Linked DNA regions of Mus musculus: region 2 is linked to region 1. Evidence: chromatin contacts called from public Hi-C data. All regions are on one chromosome and are shown on one strand. The core of a region is the stretch at or near the end of the contact, and the rest is flanking DNA. Distances in the headings are between cores, read along the strand shown.

Evidence for each region. A called contact is a pair of places that touch in the nucleus more often than the background predicts.
Region 2: a Hi-C map of B cells shows a contact between it and region 1, with 6 read pairs. The contact joins the promoter of Mafk here to the promoter of Srrt in region 1.

Annotation. Positions count from the first base shown.
Region 1 is chr5:137,306,041-137,309,383 of GRCm38.p6, reverse strand. Srrt (serrate RNA effector molecule homolog (Arabidopsis)) reads left to right here and starts at 1,710. Exons shown (of 20, transcript NM_031405.2): 1 at 1,710-1,960; 2 at 2,199-2,338. The coding sequence starts at 2,217. It also overlaps the pseudogene Gm43013.
Region 2 is chr5:139,789,936-139,793,278 of GRCm38.p6, reverse strand. Mafk (v-maf musculoaponeurotic fibrosarcoma oncogene family, protein K (avian)) reads right to left here and starts at 1,743. Exons shown (of 3, transcript NM_010757.2): 1 at 1,567-1,743.

The sequences.
Region 1 (3,343 bases), core at 461-2,960:
TGACATAGGCCAAATGTCAAACAGAGGTAGTTCTCTAAAGGACAAACTGTAAAGTATCCCAGGCTACCCTTGGTTTGAAACATTGCTAGATAGCTGAGGCTGTTCTCGAACCCGGGATCCCTCTGCCCTCATTTCTGCAGTGCTGGGGCTGCAGGAATGTGACACTGCACATGGCTACTTTTCTTGTGGGGGATGGAGGGTGCTGGGGATGGGCCAGAGACTCATATATGCTAAGCACATGCCCACCTGCTGAACAGCACCTTCAGTCTCCCTCTCTCCTTTCTTAGCTTATTTCTTCCTAAACCCAGGTCCTGTCATACGGTAGGCAAGCATTCTATCATTGAGCTGTACGACTCTCATTGCTTCCCTCCTCTTCCTCCTCTACTTCTTTCTTGAGACGGGGCCTTCTTTCTCTGTGTAGCCCTGCCTGGCTGGCCTGGAACTCCCTTTGTAGACTAGGTTGGCCTCCAACTCAGAGATCTGCCTGCCTCTGCCACCAGAGTGCTGGGATTAGAGGTGAGCGCCACCATGCTCCCATCTTCTTGAATTACGTGTGTATGAGCTGGTTGCAAGACTTAAATCCCAGTACTCAGGAGGCAGAGACAGGAAGATCTCTCAGTCTGAGGCCAACCTAGTCTACAAGGGGAGTTCCAGGCCAGCCATGGGGTACACAGAAACCTTGTTTTGGAACAAAATGATGAGTATATGTATCTGTGTATCAGTGTGTGGGTGTGTGTGCATCTGAGTGCAGTGCCCTTGCAGACCAGAAGAGGTGTCAGTTCCCTAGGCACTGGAGTTAACAGTCTGTGAGCAGCCAGCCACATGGGAGCTGGGACTCCAACTCTGATTTTCTGCAAGACCAGGAAGTGCTCTTACACACTGGACCGGCCTCTTTGGAAAATGTTTTTGAGAAAGGGTTTTAGAAAATTGTCAAGGCTGGCTTTGAACTCATTTTGCAACCCCTGAATTTGATTCTGCTTTGACTTACTGAGTAACTCGGGTTACGCCTGTGCCAACGTAACTGTCTGCTAAGTTTTTAAAATGCCCCCTTGTAAATACACCTTATTAGATGCTGGGATTTTTCATTCTTTTCTGGGAGCAAGACAGTGGCATGCTCCCTTGTTTAGCTTAGTATTCTATTCATGGAAAAGGGCTTACTGTTATCTTAGGGATTTCAACTGGAAACTAGTGGATCCTGGTGGTTGTTTCCAGACTGCAATGTAAAGACTCCCATTAAAGAACTGGGCATTAAGATCGAGGTTTACACTTTTGCATGAGTATTAGGCTCCTCTGTCCAAGACAAGCAGGAAGAACGCATTTTATAAGTAGCACATACTGTATTTTTTTGCAGGAGAAAATGGTGGGAGGAGATGCCTCTAAAATGGTTGCTTCTATGAATTATTCCCTAGACATCCATCGTCCCCAAACCCCTCGATAGCAAATCCGCCCTTGAGGAGGTCAAGAGGTGCCCCAGCCCAGGGCTATTGCAAAGCAACCTTTGGATGCAAACTAGCTCCTACCCAGGATACCTTACGGGAGTGACACTTAACTTCTCCAGTGCCCTCCTTTTCAAGTAGGCACGAGCACGTTCAGAAGGCCTGGCTTGGCCCAGCTCAACTTCCGTAGCTCCGAGAAGCTGGGGCGATTTTGTCGCAAAACCACGCGAGACTTCCGCGTCTCCACCCTCTTCCCGTCATTCTTTTAATCTCGGAGTTTTAGTTTGGTCCGGGGGTCTTGTTTTGTAGTTGGAGGCCGAGCTCCGGGAGTGACGTAGGACGCGCGCGCGCCTCCTTGCCCCCCCCCCCCCCCCGCGGTCCCGCTCTTCTCTTCCCCTTCGTCTCCGGGCTGAGAATCCCAGCGTCTCCTTCCAACCCTCTTTGTGGTCCATTGTCGCTCGTTCCGGTCCGCCCGGAAAACAAGCCCGCCGGCGCGCGCTTCCAACGGCCCCGACCGCTGCCAGGTGGGGGAGGGGAAGGAAAGGCCCGGGCGGCGGGATTGCGAGGAGAGGACCGTGCCCGGGGGCTTCGGGGGTGGACGAGGGGGAATCCGTGGGGACAGTGAAACTGTCGGAGCGATCGCCCTGCCCGGGATGGCAGGCCGGCCTCGGCGGGAGGGAGGCGGGCGTGCTGTCCCCGGGGGATTGTCCCTCCTCTGGTCCTTGTTCATCATCACCGTGTCTACCCGCCGCCGGGCCCCAGGCCTCCTCTGACAGCACCATGGGTGACAGTGATGATGAATACGACCGAAGACGCAGGGACAAATTTCGAAGAGAGCGCAGCGATTATGACCGTTCCCGGGAAAGGGATGAAAGACGGCGAGGGGACGATTGGAATGACCGGTGAGACAGTATTAACGTCCATACCCCGCCCCGTACAACCCTTCCGCGCCACAATTTTTCTTTTCGTTTCCTTTTTTGTCTTTACCTTACAAAATCTTATTAGGATGCAGTTTACCGTTGAGCCATTTCTGTAGTTTCAGTCTATTCACCGTTGGCTCAGATTTTGAGCTTTTAACCAAAGTGACGGTCAGTATTAGTGCTGGACAGGAGCTCCGCACAGCTGGTTGGACTGCATCTTCCGTGCAGGCTACATAGGGAGACACAATCTCAAATCCAAATATTAAGAAAGCACAAACTGACCAAAGTGAGATTGGCCCGAAACTCTTTAGGTAGCTCAAGATGACATTAAACTTCTGAATTAAGGAAGTATTCTACCACATCCTGTTTAAGAGTTTTTTGAAAGGATTTTTAAAACAGGTAATTGAGATAAGAAATGTGCAAGTGCATTTCTTCTTTTATATAATAAAACGTTCATGGGGGTTTGCTTACATTATGTCTATGCACCTCATTCGTTCCTGGTGCCCGAGGAGGCCAACAGAAGGCTTTAGATCCTCTGGGAAATGGGCAGGAAAGATGGTTGTGAATTGCTTTGTGGGTGCTGGGACTCAAAGCCTAGTCCTCCGCAAGAGGAGCCAACCAAGAGTGGTTAAAAGGAGTGCATTTAACTACTGAGCCAGCTCTCTACCTCTCTTCCTTTTTAAATCCAGAGGTGAAGTAAAAACAACAAAAACAAAGCCAGTTTAGTGAGTTAAGCGCCATAGCTCAACTTGAAAACAGATTTCTTTATTTTTAAAGATTTATTTGTTTGAGTGCTCAATTTGCATGTACATCTGCATGACAGAATAGGGCATCTGGTCCCTGTAGTTGTTGCTGGGATTTGAACTCATGACCTGGATAAGCAGCCAGTGCTCTTAACTGCTGAGTCATCTCTCAGTTTCTTTAGAGGGATTTGAAATGACTTTGAGATAGAATTTAAGAGGTTGAGACCAGCCAGGGCTACATGGT
Region 2 (3,343 bases), core at 494-2,993, 2.5 Mb before region 1:
TAGAGAAAGGGCTGGGACACAGAAACAGCAGACTCTCGGGAAAACAGAGCCTCCCCAGACCCTCCATCCAACGTCCATTTTTAGCAACTACCTGGAAAGTACACAGCCCTGAACTTGGAACAGGGCCCTGCAAGCCCAGCTCAGTTGGAGAACAAGAGGAGAATGTACTCCAGCAAAGCCTGGCTTTGTGTTTTGTCTAGTAAATCTTTTCTTTTGGAATCACAAGAAGTTATCACATTAGACACATTCCCTTTACCAAGGTCAAACACCACATTTCTCGTGATTTATCTAAGGAGAGAGGAAGGTTTTTGTCATCAGTGAGGGCTGTCCCCAGTGACATGGGCTGCAGGTAGGTCCTGCCTATACAGCTTTCTTGACTCCATCCACATGCTTAAATTCACACCTACTGTTTCAGTTTGGTTTTGTGTGACAGTGTCTCGCTATGTAACTAAGGCTGGTCTTGAACTAGCTAAGCAATCCAGGCTAACCTTAAACTCAAGATCTTCCTGCCTCAGACTCCCATGTGCTAGGAGTACAAGCATGTGCCACCATAACATAATGGCTTTAGACCAACACCTTTGAAAGAAGTTACCTGGCCCTAAAACACCAGCTCAAAGCATCAAAGTACCCACGTGCACTCCACCAGATACCTTCTGAAATGTTGCTGCCACAGTATGACCTCAGCAGTGCCAACCTCTGGGGTCCCAGGGCTAATTTTAGTGACTCCACAGGAGTGGAAGGGGTGAACTACCTACCAGCTGAGACACAAGCTAGCTTTTGAGGACTGAGTGTACTGAGTGCCTGTCCATCAATTGGAAGGCGAACTGTTAAAGTGCATCTGTGTTAGCAATGAGAGCTGTGTGAAAAGCGAGGCTCAGACTAACTTCCCTAGAGAAACAAGAGCACCAAGCAGCCTCACCTCCCAAATACCGACTGCGTTCTTACGGGGCAAGTTCTAGGAGGCTGGAGTGGCTGTTATCTCAAGGATACCAGAAGAGGAGTCTATCTCCCCCAAAGAGATCTAATCTAGGCACCTAGGACCCACGAGGCTTTCTTCACCTGTAATTTGCTAGAGTTTTTGCTTCTGATTTCTCGCCGCACGCTCGTAAACATGCACACTCTTAACACGCCTATCCGCTCACCCTACTAGGGAACCTCGCACTTCAGAGTTGGATGGGACCTTGGCCCCAGACCACACCTGAAGAAAGTGACGGAAGCGATAGGCTGGCCAAGACGGTCACCTGCCTCGCTCCCCACCCACAGCTTCCACATCCGGCACCGCTGGCCGGTCAGCTGATTAGAAAGTGACACCAGTTACTCAGGCCCTTTCGGGGTCCCGGCCGGGGGCGAGGTGGGGGCGAATTCTACGCCGACGGAAATGGCCAGGTGCGCACGGCTCCCGGGTGCCACTCTCCCGCACGTGGTGGGTCCCGTGTGGGCCTTGAGCTAGGTCCCGCGTGGCACGTGCTCGAGGCCCAGGCTGGGTCCCGCGGCCTTCGGGGTGCTCCTCCCGCAGGTGCACGAACTCTGGGTTCCCCTACCCAGTTCCCGAAGCCCCTCACTCACCCGGGTCGCGCGCGGGGCCGGGCGCGGCGGCTCCTTGCGGACACGCACTCTTCACAAGCGCTTCTGCTCTCGCGCTCCCCTTAGTCGCCGTCTCCGCCTGCGCGCTTCGGACTTCTCGTTCCGACTCGGCGAAGAACAACAAGTCCCTGCCACCCGCCGCCCGCCGCCGGCTCCCCAGTACTGACACCGCTTCCGGGATCGCGCGTCGAAGCGCGTCACCGCCCCGCCCCCGCGATGGCCACGCCCCTAGTGATCACGCCCCTGTTGCTCACGCTTCTTCGCTCACCAAAACCACGCCCTCTCTGGCCGCGCGTCGGCACCACGCCCCTGATGGCCACGCCCCTCGCTGCCCCAGTCCCTGGGTCCTCCTACATGCTTCCACGTGCAGTTGTCTCATTGCTGAGCTCCTGGCCCTGTCCATCCCCAACACACCCGGGGCGGGGTCTGTGCTCCTTTCCCAAGGTAGGGGGTGTCAGGCGAGCGTGACGCACACTGGGTATGGACCCCACGTTTCCTTGAACTTTCAGCCTGGGCATTATGTCTCTATGTCACCCACTGTCGTCTATGCTACTCACTGTGATCCTGAGGCTGCTGGAGCCTCCCCGGGTCTTGGCAGAGAGAATAGAGGCCAACTGGCTAGTGACCATGTTCTGGACCTAACACCAAGCCCACGTCAAGGTGGCGAAGTGGCTCAGTTACACCACATAATCAGCAAGGCAGATGCACCCTACAAAGGAGAAAGAGATATGTATGTAGCATCCTCTTCTGACCCATACCATGACCTTTTGATTTATATCTGAGACAGAGGTAAGGTCTCACTGTGCAGCTCAGAGTGGCCTGGAACACTTATAAAACTTTATTTTTTTTTTTTACTTATTTATATGTGTGTTCATATGTATGTGGATTGGTGTGCACACACTACCACGAATGTGTGGAAGTCAGAGGGCAACTTTAGGGAATCTGTTTTTTCTTTCCACTTTTGGGTTCCGAAAATTGAACTCAGACTTGGTACCTTTACCCACTGAGCCACCTCACTGGCACTGTCTTGAAGCTCTTAATCCTTCTGCCTTCACCCTAAGTGCCTTCACCTAAGCCTGCCCCTCCCCCTCCCCCTCCCCCTCCCCCCTTCTCCCTCTCCTCCCTCCCTCTCCTCCCTCCCTCTCCCTCTCCCCCTCCCCCTCCCCTCCCCCTCCCCCCTCTCCCTCTCCCTGTAAGCAATGGATAGTGTCTTAGTTAGGTTTTTACTGCTGTGAATAGTCACCACGACCAAGGTAACTCTTATAAGGACAACATTTAGTTAGGGCTGCCTTATAGGTTCAGAGGTTTAGTCCATTATCATCAAGGATCATGGTAGCATCCAGGCAGTCATGGTGCAGGCAGAGCTGAGAGTTCTACATCTTCATCTGAAGGCTGCTAGGAAGACTGACTTCCAAGCAGTAAGGATGAGGGTCTTAAAGCCCACACCCACAGTGAGACACCTATTCCAACAAGGCCATACCTCCTAATAGTGCCACTTCCTGGGCCTAACATATTCAAACCACAACAGACAGAAAGCCATATCTCTCTGACTTGGGGATGCATGGACATATGGCTGTTTTCCATAGGCTTCGGTGGGGGCAAGAGCACACACAGAACTTCCTGTACTCTAGCGCAGTGCAGCAGTTGGATTCCTAGATGTGCCTAGGAGTCCCAAGATGTCCTTACATGGGAGCCATCCCCCTTTTCCTGTCTCAGACGGACAAAACTGCAGGGTGTTGGTACTGCTACCCTTGGAGGG